Linked DNA regions of Mus musculus: region 1 is linked to region 2. A link is a contact called in public HiChIP or PLAC-seq data. All regions are on one chromosome and are shown on one strand. Each heading gives the region's core, a stretch centred on a gene start, on an enhancer-like site or on the middle of the called end of the contact. The rest is flanking DNA. Distances are from core to core; before and after follow the strand shown. Region 1 overlaps Rbm47 (RNA binding motif protein 47). Region 2 has its middle 17 kb from the start of Chrna9.

Region 1 (3,272 bases), core at 717-3,216, 85 kb after region 2:
ACATTTATAAGGAAATGCTTACCATGTAGAACACCAGAGACTTCTCCATTCTGACACTATTTTTAGGCCTGGGTGAATGGCTAAGTGTCCCAGCCCTGTCATTCTCACACTGAATAGAAGTGCAACAAAAGGGTTTCTCTGGTCCATGTCCGCTCAGCAGCCCCTGTGTGACTGTCCCCTCACGGTATCTGTGCCCATGTGCACGTGCTGAGGGTGGGGGTGGGAGCCCAGCGCGAGGGCACTGCTGTAGTAATTAGCCTCTTGTCTGAGCCTCACTCAGCAGCCACCTGCCTCATCTTTCCCTTCCAGCTATTCCTCAGTCTTCTAATCTCCACACCGACGATGCTCTCTGATATTGGCAAGAGACCACCTACACACAGCAAGCCTAGGACTAAGCCTCAGAAAGAAAACAGGCTTTGGAGTATGGTAGACAGTGAATTCAAACCCTAACCCCATCCCTTGCAACTTAGCTACCTTGGGCAAACTTCTGATGTCAGATCTATCCAGCAAAGATCACACAAGCCCCCAAACAATTCTAGAGTTACTGATACGAGCTGGATACTGAGGGCATACCCCTGAACCACACATACACTCACCAACTGCTTGGAGACAGGAAGATGTGACCAAGTAGTGAGGATGAAGACCCCATGACATCACAGAGGAAACCTAGGCTCTCCTGAGGAGATGAGAGGCCTCAATGTGTCCACACGATGCCTTTGGTTGACACCTAATAACTAACCCTCCGTTATGGGCTTCGAGGTTACAGCCATACAGAACTATACTCAGCACAAGCTTACAATTGAGTAGACTATACAAGGATGGGTCCTCACTAATTACACTGCTAGGCACAATAGATTGGTCACTGCTGGAGGTTTGTTGTTTGGTTAGGTTTTTGAGACAGGGGCACGGGTAGCTCAGGCTGGCCTAAATTTGCCACCCACGTGCTGGGATTACGCTTGCCGCTGCTAAAAGGTCTTCTTCTGCGTTCAGAGGGAATCCGTGGGTAACTTAGATGATACTGGTTTCTTGCTTCCTGACCAGGTTTCTCCAGCACTCGTCTGCTCATTTCAAGAGAGATATTCACAAATGGGTTTCCCCCCCAGGTGAGAATAAGAAATGACAGTTTCTCAGGAGAGATTAGTCAAATACTCTGTCCTCAGAGCAAAACCTTACTCGAGTGAAGACACAGAGCCTCCCCTCAGAAGATGCTTAGCTGTATACACAGGACCCTGGAGCCAGCACTGTCAGGATAGGGCAAGGACCTAGGTGGCGCATGATAACCAGAGATCAACAGCACCTGCACAGAGGAACCTTGAGGGGGCAGCTTACACCTGCTATCTTCCCCACCTCCAAGTCCCCAGCCCTCTTCCCATTCCTGGAAGTCACAAACACTCTCAACGTGTACAGTACCAAGCAAGCAAACATGCATGCACATGTTCTGGAAACAGACAAACATTGGCCTGATGCACTCTGCTTACCCACAAACCAAGGCAGCAGGAGAGCAAGCTTCAAGTTATCATCCGGCCTTATTGACCCTGGTTGGTGTGTTGGTTTATTTTTCTGGTTGCTGTGACCAAAAAAAAACATGTGACAAGAAGCTACTTAAGGGAGGGAAGATTTATGTGGACTCACAGTTTGAGACTACACACACACACACACACACACACACACACACACACACACACGAAATGTAATAAAATTCTTTTAAAAAGAAAAATAAGGCTTCATTCATGTAAGTATTGACTTGTTTATAAAAGGAATTCTAGAAGGTACCTTCAAATCTCTGCTAAGCTAGTTTTGCTTAGTCTGGTAATATACAATGGGTTCACAAAAACCAAAAGTGAACACTGTTCATCATATCCCAGGATACGAGTTCCCTAAAATCGATGAGGATGCTGAGACTGCCAGCAAGCCAGAGCCTCCTTTTGATGATTCTTAGCCAGCAAGCTGCTCACCGCAGCTCACAGCTGTCTGTAACTCCAGCTCCAGGAATCTGACGACCTCTTTCTTTGGGCCACTCAGGGCACCTACACGCACAGGCTCAAACACACACATGCGTGTAATTAAATATAAAGTCTTTTTTAAAAAGAGTTTTTTTTAATCTTTTAAAAGACTCAACAGTCACATAAGAATCATGAGGCTCAGCGGCTGCAGTGACCCCTTTTTTTTTTTTTTTTTTTTCAGTCATTTAGCTCTTCCTCTCCAGGGACATCGTGCACTTTCAGATTTTCTCATTACTCAGCCACAGAATCGCCACCACCTGCTACACACATGCACACCGGGGGGTGACTTAGGTTTCGAGAGTAGGTGTCCCCCTTCTCTCCACCTTGACCCCCTGCTTCCCTCAACTTAATTTTCATCTGTACAATCTTCAGCACGTAAAGGGTTGAAGGAAAAGCCCCGATGCTGCACGGTCAGCTCACCACACCCCGTTTACACCAAGGTCGCGCGCATTTTACAGGTGTTCCGATACCGTGGGAGGCTACGTCGTCTGCCTCGCATATTGGGTTACAGGGGTGAACTCGCTATGTTGGGCACGCCACCTGTTGTACCCTAACCACGTCGACACATTTCCCACGGCAAATCTGATATGTCCTTGCTGCTTTGTCCAGAGAAAGGAGTACAGAACTTCACTGGACGAATCAAGCCCGCTCTGAATTGAGGGGAAGCCAAGCACAAGGAGGAAGTGAACGGAACCCCACCCCCAACCCCGCCCCCTGCGTTGCTAAGAAATGTTTGACTCAGCTAAGGCCGTGCTTCTCCAAGTGGCTGGCTGGTGGAGAGAGTAGAGAGAAGCCAATGGCTGCACCTGAGTAAGAACCTCTGATCGTGCAGACCTTGACAAGGGTTGGATTCGGACACACATTTGATCATAGATTTGGAGCCAGTGACTAATATCTAGAATTTCCCTCTTCTTCTCTCATCAATTGTTGAAATATGAACTATAAATAACTAGAAACCAGGGAGGAAAGAGCAAAAATAATACAGTAACGTGGCTCTTTCTAGGTTGGGGGAGTCTTTCCCCAAAGGTGGTCACAGACCTAAGGTCACTGACCTTACTAGGTGAGCAGTGACTTACCGGTCTGCCTTGGCAGGAAGGGAGAGCCCAGGGCAGTAGTGAATAATAGTATCAGCCTAGAAGAGCTAAAGAGAATTCGGGGATTTGAATATTCCCACCAGTGAGCTACAACTAGGTGGTCAAAAGTCTTCCCCCTGGGTGGGAGAGATGACTCAGCAGTTAAGAGTAGGAGCTGTCCTTCCAGAGGACCCAA
Region 2 (3,564 bases), core at 274-2,773:
CTCTGAGATGTGACAGAGAGCAGTCAGGGGCGTTGTAGCTGTTTGCTGGTAAAAGAGAAATAAGAAGACTGACTGAATTTGTAACTCAGTCTGAGCTAGTCACATATACTTGCCCATGACTCTGAATTTTGAAGTATGTGTGGACAAAGGAGTATCAAAGACCAAAAGGCAGGGGGCTGGAGAGATGGCTCAGCAGTTAAGAGCACTGACTGCTCTTCTGAAGGTCCCGAGTTCAAATCCCGGCAACCACATGGTGGCTCACAACCATCCATAATGAGATCTGACTCTCTCTTCTGGAGTGTCTGAAGACAGCTACAGTGTAAGTAATATAATAAGTAAAGAGTATATATATTTTAAAAAGACCAACAGGCAAGAAAGATATGAACAGGCAACTGCACAGCCTCTTGCTTGAGAAGAAACTAGAAGTGATAGGAGGAAAAAAAATCAAATTTAAATCAGGCCCAGGCTTGGTGGGTCATATTTATATTCTAGCAATGAGGAAACTGAAACAGAAGGATGGCTGTAAGTTGGAGGCCAGCCTGGACTACAGTGAGGCCTTGTCTCAAAAAACTGGAATTGGGCAACGAATATACTGCCCCTAAACTCTATAAAAATGAATAGAGAAAGCAAAAAGGAATCTCAGTCTATTTAAGCATTTAACTATGAAAATGGGAGTAATTTAAATCAGTGAAGAAAGGCTACCTATCAGAAAATAAAATAAAATCAGGACATTGTTTACATAATACACAAAAATTAACTTGAGTCTCTACCTTCTTTTTTTTAAAGATTTATTTATTTATTTATTATATGTAAGTACACTGTAGCTGTCTTCAGACACACCAGAAGAGGGCATCAGATCTCATTATGGATGGTTGTGAGCCACCATGTGGTTGCCAGGATTTGAACTCGGGACCTTCAGAAGAGCCAGTCAGTGCTCTTAACCGCTGAGCCATCTCTCCAGCCCCGGGTCTCTACCTTCTTAACACTGTGACCCTTTAATACAGTTCCTTGTATTGTGGTGACTCCCAACCATACAATCATGTTCACTGCTACTTAGCTGTAATTTTGCTACTGTTTTGAATTGTAATGTAAATATCTGATATGCAGCAATGCCCAAAGGGGTCATGACCCACGGGTTGAGAACCACTGCTCTAAAATCTCAACTGTAAAAACCAAAACATAGGGAGCCGGGGAGCTAGCTCTGTCTTAAAAATTCCTGCCGTGCAAGCATGAAGAGCTGAGCTCAGGTTCCCAGCCCCAGCTCAGGTCCCCAGCCCCAGCTCAGGTCCCCAGCCCCAGCTCAGGTCCCCAGCCCCAGCTCAGGTCCCCAGCCCCAGCTCAGGTCCCCAGCCCCAGCTCAGGTCCCCAGCCCCAGCTCAGGTCCCCAGCCCCAGCTCAGGTCCCCAGCCCCAGCTCAGGTCCCCAGCTCAGGTAAAAGCTGCCAGTGGTGCTGCCTAAGGGACTTCTTGTTTTAGAGACAACAGCCAGAGAGAAAGAAGAAATACAGGGCTAAAGTTGTCCACTGAAACCAAGTTTGCAATACAGGAAATGGCTGAGTGAAACGCACTGGAGTCACAGCGTGGATTATTGTTTAGTCACCAAAAGAAATGTTGAAGGATCTACTGATGGAAATTGGGGGAGTTCTACAAGTCTTGGTTGACAAAAGAGAGACATAAAATAAAACCTATAAATATGACAGGATTTTTGTAAAGTAAATAATAACTACATACACATGTACATATATACAAATATGATTGTTTTCTAGAAAAATATAGAAAAAGTAAGGACCAGGTTATTACAGTTAATGGGTAGAGGGGATTTTTTTTTCTTTTGGTTTTTTGAGACAGGGTTTCTCTGTGTAGCCCTGGCTGTCCTGGAACTCACTCTGTAGACCAGGCTGGCCTCAAACTCAGAAATCCACCTGCCTCTGCCTCCCGAGTGCTGGGATTAAAGGTGTGCGCCACCACACCCGGCTCTGTTTGTCTTTTTAAAGTGTCCTCCACCGTGTCTTCTCTTAGACTGTGGCCACTTCGCTCATGGGGACTTGGGGGTTTGGTTTTTTGTTCTTGATTTTGTTTTTGTCCACATTTGTTTTGTTTGTTGTTGTTGTTGTTGGTCTTCCTACTCAGTCTTCACACTGGACTTGGTCTGGTGGTTGCTATGACCAAGCACCACCAACCACTGGCTTAGAGCAACTACATTTTGTTTCCTTGTGGTTCAGATTGGAGTTGCTGGCAGGAATCAGCTGTTTGGCATTTCCAGGGAAGAGCCCTTGCTTTGTCTAGCTCCCAACAGTTTCCTATAATCCTTTGCATTCCCTGGTTTTCAGCTCTTACATCCTCATACAGTGTGCTCCTTAACTGGCTCTCTATATATTTACAAAATTCTCTTCTCATAAGAACAACAGTCTCTAGATGCAGACATCAGCATGACCTTATTCTAACTTGGCTGCCTCCCCAAAGACCCTGTTTCTAAATAAAACCACATTCAGAAGCCTTAGGGCCTGGGGCCTTCAACATATCTTTTGTATTTTTATAATGATTTCAAGTTTCATTCCTATTGCTGCGATAAAATACTCTGACAAAAAGCAATTTTATTTTAGCTCAGCATTCCATGTTATGGCCTATTACCTCAGGCAAGTGACAGGGCAGGAGCTTGAGACAGTGGTCAGATCACATCCACAGCCCAGAGCAGGGAAAAATGAATGCATGCATTCCCACTTGCTTGCTCATGCTCAGCTCGATTGCTCTACTCTCACGCAGTTCAGGACCCCCTGCTTTAGGTAATGACTCTACCCATAGTGGGATGGGTCTTCCAGACATGCCCACCCAATGTATACTGCTGTTCATCGGTAGTTGTACATTCCCAGTCTTTCTAGGTTTTATCTTTTTTAAAATATTTATTTGTTTATTGTATGTATGCAAGTATACTGTAGCCGTCTTGAGACACATCAGAAGAGGGCATCGAATTCCATTACAGGTGGTTGTGAGCCACTGTGTGGTTGCTGGGAATTGAACTCAGGACCTCTGGAAGAGCAGTCAGTGCTCTTAACCACTGAGCCATCTCTCCAGACCCTAGGTTTTATCAAGTTGACAATTAAAGGTGATCATCCCAGGGGACACAGTTCAGCTCATACTAGACATGCATTGAATGATGAAATTATTTTTTAATTTAATTGAGATCACAGAATCTTCACTAAAAGAAAAAGAAGCATAGAAATTTGAGCAATGAAATCTTTATGATCTGAATAAAAATGTAATAAAAGAAAAATATAATTATCCATAGCCAGCAATTCAACTTTGGAAAAGTGTAATGATGATAGCAATAATAATAATAATAATAATGCTTATTATTATTATTATTATTATTATTATTATAGCTGGGCAGTGGTGGTGCATGCCTTTAATCCCAGCACTTGGGAGGCAGAGGCAGGCGGATTTCTGAGTTCGAGGCCAGCCTGGTCTACAGAGTGAGTTCCAGGACAGCCAGGGCTACACAGAGAAACTCTGTCTCAAAAAAACCAAATAATAATAATAATAACAATAATAAGGCTGAGTTTGCCAA

Evidence for each region. HiChIP or PLAC-seq counts read pairs in DNA pulled down with a chosen protein or histone mark.
Region 1: a contact with region 2 is called in an H3K4me3 HiChIP or PLAC-seq map of bone marrow-derived macrophages, with 2.2 times the contacts expected there. The contact joins two enhancer-like sites. A contact is called at or near these places in 2 of 39 promoter capture datasets (embryonic stem cells and trophoblast stem cells), 2 of 15 datasets of contacts at CTCF or cohesin (CD8 T cells and the NIH/3T3 cell line), 23 of 484 Hi-C or Micro-C datasets (CD8 T cells, the G1E-ER4 cell line, Th1 cells and 5 more), 13 of 115 datasets of contacts at active chromatin or transcription factors (CD8 T cells, acute myeloid leukemia, bone marrow-derived macrophages and 3 more) and 4 of 9 other capture datasets (adipose tissue, embryonic stem cells, liver and 1 more).

The regions. Positions count from the first base shown.
Region 1 is chr5:66,067,320-66,070,591 of GRCm38.p6, forward strand. The region is part of intron 3 of Rbm47 (RNA binding motif protein 47); the gene reads right to left. Among named protein-coding and RNA genes, the nearest start is that of Gm40310, 59 kb to the left of the region's middle. Within about 2 kb of position 1,967, at least 135 of the 459 cell types and tissues checked have an H3K27ac peak or open chromatin away from gene starts, as enhancers often do. A contact at or near this core is called in bone marrow-derived macrophages, where this site is marked.
Region 2 is chr5:65,982,723-65,986,286 of GRCm38.p6, forward strand. No RefSeq gene overlaps it. Among named protein-coding and RNA genes, the nearest start is that of Chrna9, 17 kb to the left of the region's middle. Within about 2 kb of position 1,524, at least 10 of the 459 cell types and tissues checked have an H3K27ac peak or open chromatin away from gene starts, as enhancers often do. A contact at or near this core is called in bone marrow-derived macrophages, where this site is marked.